Linked DNA regions of Arabidopsis thaliana: region 1 is linked to region 2. The links are chromatin contacts, called in public ChIA-PET maps. All regions are on one chromosome and are shown on one strand. Each heading gives the region's core, a stretch centred on a gene start, on an enhancer-like site or on the middle of the called end of the contact. The rest is flanking DNA. Distances are from core to core; before and after follow the strand shown.

What was found. ChIA-PET counts read pairs in DNA pulled down with a chosen protein or histone mark.
Region 1: a contact with region 2 is called in an H3K4me3 ChIA-PET map of shoot, with 13 read pairs. The contact joins the promoter of AT2G17340 here to the promoter of HSK in region 2. A contact is called at or near these places in 2 of 26 Hi-C or Micro-C datasets (callus and root), 1 of 2 datasets of contacts at active chromatin or transcription factors (shoot) and 1 of 3 other capture datasets (seedling).

What each region holds. Positions count from the first base shown.
Region 1 is chr2:7,543,069-7,545,860 of TAIR10.1, forward strand. AT2G17340 (pantothenate kinase) reads right to left here and starts at 1,315. Exons shown (of 12, transcript NM_127289.4): 1 at 852-1,315; 2 at 433-498; 3 at 190-256; 4 at 40-108. The coding sequence starts at 1,021. AT2G17350 (beta-mannosyltransferase-like protein) reads right to left here. Exons shown (of 2, transcript NM_127290.2): 2 at 2,386-2,792. The coding sequence ends at 2,635.
Region 2 is chr2:7,507,121-7,509,826 of TAIR10.1, forward strand. HSK (homoserine kinase) reads left to right here and starts at 1,353. Exons shown (of 1, transcript NM_127281.2): 1 at 1,353-2,706. The coding sequence starts at 1,486. The coding sequence ends at 2,598. It overlaps GLR2 (glutamate receptor 2), which reads left to right. Exons shown (of 5, transcript NM_001335544.1): 2 at 1-8; 3 at 96-127; 4 at 209-603; 5 at 694-1,274. The coding sequence ends at 1,146.

The sequences.
Region 1 (2,792 bases), core at 65-2,564, 36 kb after region 2:
TATCTGAAAACCTCAAGAAAACTGAAAGGAAATTCACACCTTAACTTTCTTGAATATGTCCCTAAATCCTAACTCTCTGAGTACTTGCTCACGAAGTCGGCATAGAAGCTGAAAATAAGCCAAGATAATCTATGAAAAGAAGAAAGCTCACTACACCAAAGGAAAAGATCATGTGGTGTTTATACTTACAATGCCATCTGGTGGTCCGCCATGACTCTCTGGATCTTTCTTCAAGTCTTCAAGAATCCCAGCATATCTTTCAGATTCAAGGTAAGAGATATTAAACGCAAATCAAAAGACTGAAACACTATCTTGAGAATCAAACAAACCACAGGGCACAGCCTTTGTTCTACTTTATGAAGGTGACAATGACAAAAGATTTCATACCAACCAAAACCTTGAGAATTACTACCAATTATGCAAAAAATTTACCTTTCTGCAAATTTTTCAGCTCTAGCAGGAGCATCTGGAACAGTGATATCGCTCTCTGCACGTTTCCTGTAAATGAAACAGCTTTAGAACATAGAGATTTAATGGGATTTTCTGGTTAAAAAACAGGATTGCAACTGTTGCCTATAAGCTTCCAGAAACTACTCTTGATGTAAATAAGTCAAAAACCAAGTAAACCCAGGAAAGTCAACACAAACAACAAACCAACGACATTAGTCGAATTTAGCTGAAAGACGAAAAGTTTCCTGAGCTTTTTGATATTTGAGGCTAAGAGAAGTAGTTTTTTGGTAACAAAATCAAAGCTTGGTCTGACCCATGAACATGAACAGAGTCTGAATCTGGTCAAAGTAAATAGAAACTAAATAAGGTCGGAAGAGAGAAGTAGTGAGAAGAGAATGAACTTGAAAGAAGGAATGGAATTGGCGAAGACGTTGATCCACGAGATTTCATTTGGAGTGGCTTTCTTGGGATCATCAGAAGGAAATCTGTAAGGAATTGTGCAAGCTCTGTAGTTGTTTTCTATTGGCATCGGTAGTTGAGGAAACGGAACCATCTCTGAATCGCTCTCCATTTTCTTTGCTTGTGATGATCTTCAGAAATGATACAATGATTGATGACGATGAAGAACAAGTGTATCTAGAGCCGGGTCGGGTACGGGTCAAAGATCCATATTAGTGATTCCACTACCACACGAATAAATGTTGCATTTTTTGCTTTGGGTTTGGTTTGGATTTAGTTAAATAGTAGCCAAGTTCCTATCTTTGTGGTGTTTGTTTCTGCAAAGTTAAGTTTTTTGTTCTATACTAATCAGTCATCTTTGGTCTTCAAATGATTTGATACCTTATCTGTGGTCGGCTATATTAGCTCGAGCAGCAATCTGAATTGTAGAAACCATTGAAACTCTGGCAAAACTTGCTGTTTGCTGCCCGTATAACCGTATTTGTCGAACATAATATCAATGCCCTCTTGGATTAAGGAGTAACCTGTTTTGGTAAGGAAGCTGGAGATTATAGAAAACATTCATATGCCATAAAGAAGTTCAATTTTGCAGGAGTTTACAATTGTAATCAGCTACTTATCATAAGTGGTAAAACCACACCTAGGCACCTTGACAAGCAAAGAAGCTCTCCCAATTAGAGTGATCCAATACCAACCTAGCCACAACACCTACTGCTTGAATAAAGCCACTGAGGTACAAGTTTGTTTTAGATTTAACTCAAAGAGAGAATGTTAAAAGTAGAGAAAAACATATGGATATTTCCTTTTCATAGATGCATACCGATGTCGGACACAATTCTGAGTCAAGCAAATCTAACAGGACCAGGAAAAAAACTCATCCTTCGGAATAAGATATACAAACCTAGATAAAGAAATTAAGAAACAGCAAGAATATGGAAATAGGTACACTGTACCACAATGTTAGTTCCAGCAGCAAAGCAATTATTACTATTGTAACATAGTGGATAATGGAACCTAGCTCATCTGTCTGGCTATCTGCTTAAACACTAACAAGCCCACTCATACGGGCACAACCTTCTACTTCTTCCCTATGTTCTGAAAAGTGAAACCCCTTAGGTTTGCTACTGGGTGCTGCTTTGCCAAAAGACCAAGCTAACTATAACAGGAGAAGAAATTCTAAATGCTAGTATCTCCCTAATCCCTACCCAAAAACATTTGTTTATTGTCTCTCATCAATCACCATAAATCATGATAGATACTAACACCAATAATCACTCACTCATGCATCCTAGCATCTTTACCCTGGCCACCTTTCATTCTCTTCATGCCACAAGATGTTTACACATTCAAGCAAAACCACATGAAAAATCCTTAAGAACAGAAGAAAACGGAAAGATATGTTCCGGTGTTGCCCCTGTATTTCCTACAAACATCTATACTAATCAAACTAAACCCATCATTCACACATACCGTGATCTAAAAACCTGAATTTCAACATGTCACACAGCAATCAACAAAAGTTTGAATAGAGCAAGAAAGCACCTTGAGGCTTGAAGTGATCAGACAAACTCTCTTTCCAGAAAACACAATACTTTCTTCATTGAATTAATAATTTACACAAACCAAGCATCATTCCAACAATTCCCATTGCATCCATCATAAACGCAAGAACAAATCTTTTCCTTTTGTGCCCTAAATTTAGAATCCAGATTCCAATTTCCAACCTCATTTCTTAGCCTTAGAGAATCTAAGACACCGATATTTCTCACCACTCACAGTAATTTCCAGAGCACCATCTTGATTATCCTGATTCGACGCAGTCCCCATAAGAACACTCTTCTCCTTCTCCAGATTCTCTCTCTCCATCTTCAACCTCGCTTCCT
Region 2 (2,706 bases), core at 103-2,602:
ATTCTCTGGTAAGTACACAAGAGCCATCTTATTTGTCTGCATAAAATGAAGATTACTATAGCTTATGCAAGCTTTAATCTTTTCTTACGATGCAGGTTCACCTTTTCGACGATGTTTTTCTCCCATAGTAAGTCTGAAAACCCCCTCAAGCTAATTACTGCAATTCCCGTGTGAAATTCTTAACATCTTTATGAAATCAAACTCTCAGGAGAGACTACAGTTAGCACACTTGGTCGTATGGTGCTTCTGATATGGCTTTTTGTGGTTCTGATCATTACATCTAGCTACACAGCGAGTCTCACATCAATACTTACAGTGCAACAGCTTAATTCACCTATAAAAGGAGTAGATACACTCATCAGTAGCACTGGTCGTATTGGTTTCCAGGTTGGTTCTTTTGCTGAAAACTACATGACCGATGAGCTTAACATTGCCAGCTCCAGACTTGTGCCTCTCGCCTCCCCTGAAGAATATGCTAATGCGCTTCAAAATGGCACTGTTGCAGCGATTGTTGATGAACGTCCTTATATTGATCTCTTCCTCTCAGATTACTGTAAGTTTGCCATCAGAGGCCAAGAATTCACCAGATGCGGTTGGGGATTTGTGAGTCATCCATCTTCTGAATATCTTCTCTCTTTACCAGCATGTTTGAACATAATTCTGATCACATTTTTGCATTTTCTGTTCAAAAAGGCATTCCCAAGAGACTCTCCTTTAGCAGTTGACATGTCAACCGCGATTCTTGGTCTATCCGAAACTGGAGAGCTTCAGAAGATCCATGACCGATGGCTTTCGAAATCCAACTGCAGCAGCCCGCATGGGTCTCAGTCAGGTGACTCAGAACAGCTCAACGTGCATAGCTTCTGGGGTATGTTCCTTGTGGTTGGGATAGCCTGTCTCGTCGCTCTCTTTATCCACTTCTTCAAAATAATCCGCGACTTCTGCAAAGACACACCTGAAGTAGTAGTAGAAGAAGCTATACCTTCACCAAAATCTTCACGTTTAACAAAGCTACAGACTTTTTTAGCATTTGTTGATGAAAAGGAAGAAGAAACCAAGCGAAGGTTAAAGCGCAAAAGAAACAACGATCATTCTATGAATGCCAATAGCATTATCTCGAGGACTGCATCTAGAAGACCCATATGATTATCCTTATGATTTTGTTCATCTGTACATTTCAACACACACCTCATTTGCAACAAAAATGAGATTTTGTTTATATACCACCATTTACAATCATCTAAGCTAAAGCCAAACCAAAGTGGACAAGCTTACCGGTTCGGTTCAGTTCGGTTTGTTGTTAAACCGTTGGATTTTCACTGGTCTGAATCTGATCTCATCACTCACTGCATCTTTAAAGTAATCAGCTTTACTGGAGAAAACATTAGGTTAGGTGGTCACGTTTGTTCATCTCTCTCTTATATATTTGTTTAAAGGCTTCGTCTTTGTTCATTTGCTTTTGTTGATCTCATTACTTGTTCATCAATGGCAAGTCTTTGTTTCCAATCTCCTTCCAAACCCATTTCCTATTTCCAACCCAAATCCAATCCATCGCCACCGTTATTCGCCAAAGTCTCCGTCTTTCGATGCAGAGCTTCCGTACAAACCCTCGTCGCCGTTGAGCCGGAGCCAGTTTTCGTCTCCGTCAAGACTTTTGCGCCAGCCACCGTCGCTAATTTGGGACCAGGGTTTGATTTCTTAGGATGTGCCGTCGATGGTCTCGGAGACCATGTGACTCTCCGTGTAGATCCCTCTGTACGAGCCGGTGAGGTCTCAATCTCGGAGATCACCGGAACCACAACAAAACTCAGCACGAACCCTCTCCGGAACTGCGCCGGAATCGCTGCTATTGCTACGATGAAGATGTTAGGGATCAGATCGGTTGGTTTATCATTAGATTTGCATAAAGGTCTTCCTTTAGGTAGCGGTTTAGGTTCTAGTGCAGCTAGTGCCGCCGCAGCTGCTGTGGCGGTTAATGAGATCTTTGGCCGGAAATTAGGGAGTGATCAATTGGTATTAGCCGGTTTAGAATCGGAAGCGAAAGTCTCCGGTTATCACGCTGATAATATCGCACCAGCGATCATGGGTGGATTCGTTTTGATTAGAAACTACGAACCACTTGATTTGAAACCATTGAGGTTCCCATCTGATAAAGATCTCTTCTTTGTTCTAGTAAGCCCTGACTTTGAAGCTCCAACTAAGAAAATGAGAGCTGCATTGCCTACAGAGATTCCAATGGTTCATCATGTTTGGAACAGTAGCCAAGCAGCTGCTTTAGTCGCTGCTGTGTTAGAAGGTGACGCAGTGATGCTTGGGAAGGCATTGTCGTCGGATAAGATTGTGGAGCCGACTAGAGCGCCGTTGATTCCGGGAATGGAAGCTGTGAAGAAGGCGGCTTTAGAAGCTGGAGCATTTGGATGTACTATTAGCGGAGCTGGACCAACAGCGGTTGCGGTGATTGATTCGGAGGAGAAGGGTCAAGTCATTGGAGAGAAGATGGTGGAAGCGTTTTGGAAAGTTGGTCATTTGAAATCTGTTGCTTCTGTGAAGAAGCTTGATAATGTTGGTGCTAGGCTTGTCAACAGCGTCTCCAGATGATCTTTGTGTGCTGTTTGATTATGTTAAGATTGGAACTGTTTGATTATGTTAAGATTGGAACCAATCTTGCTCTGTACTGTAATTTCTAGATGATAATAAAGTTCTTTG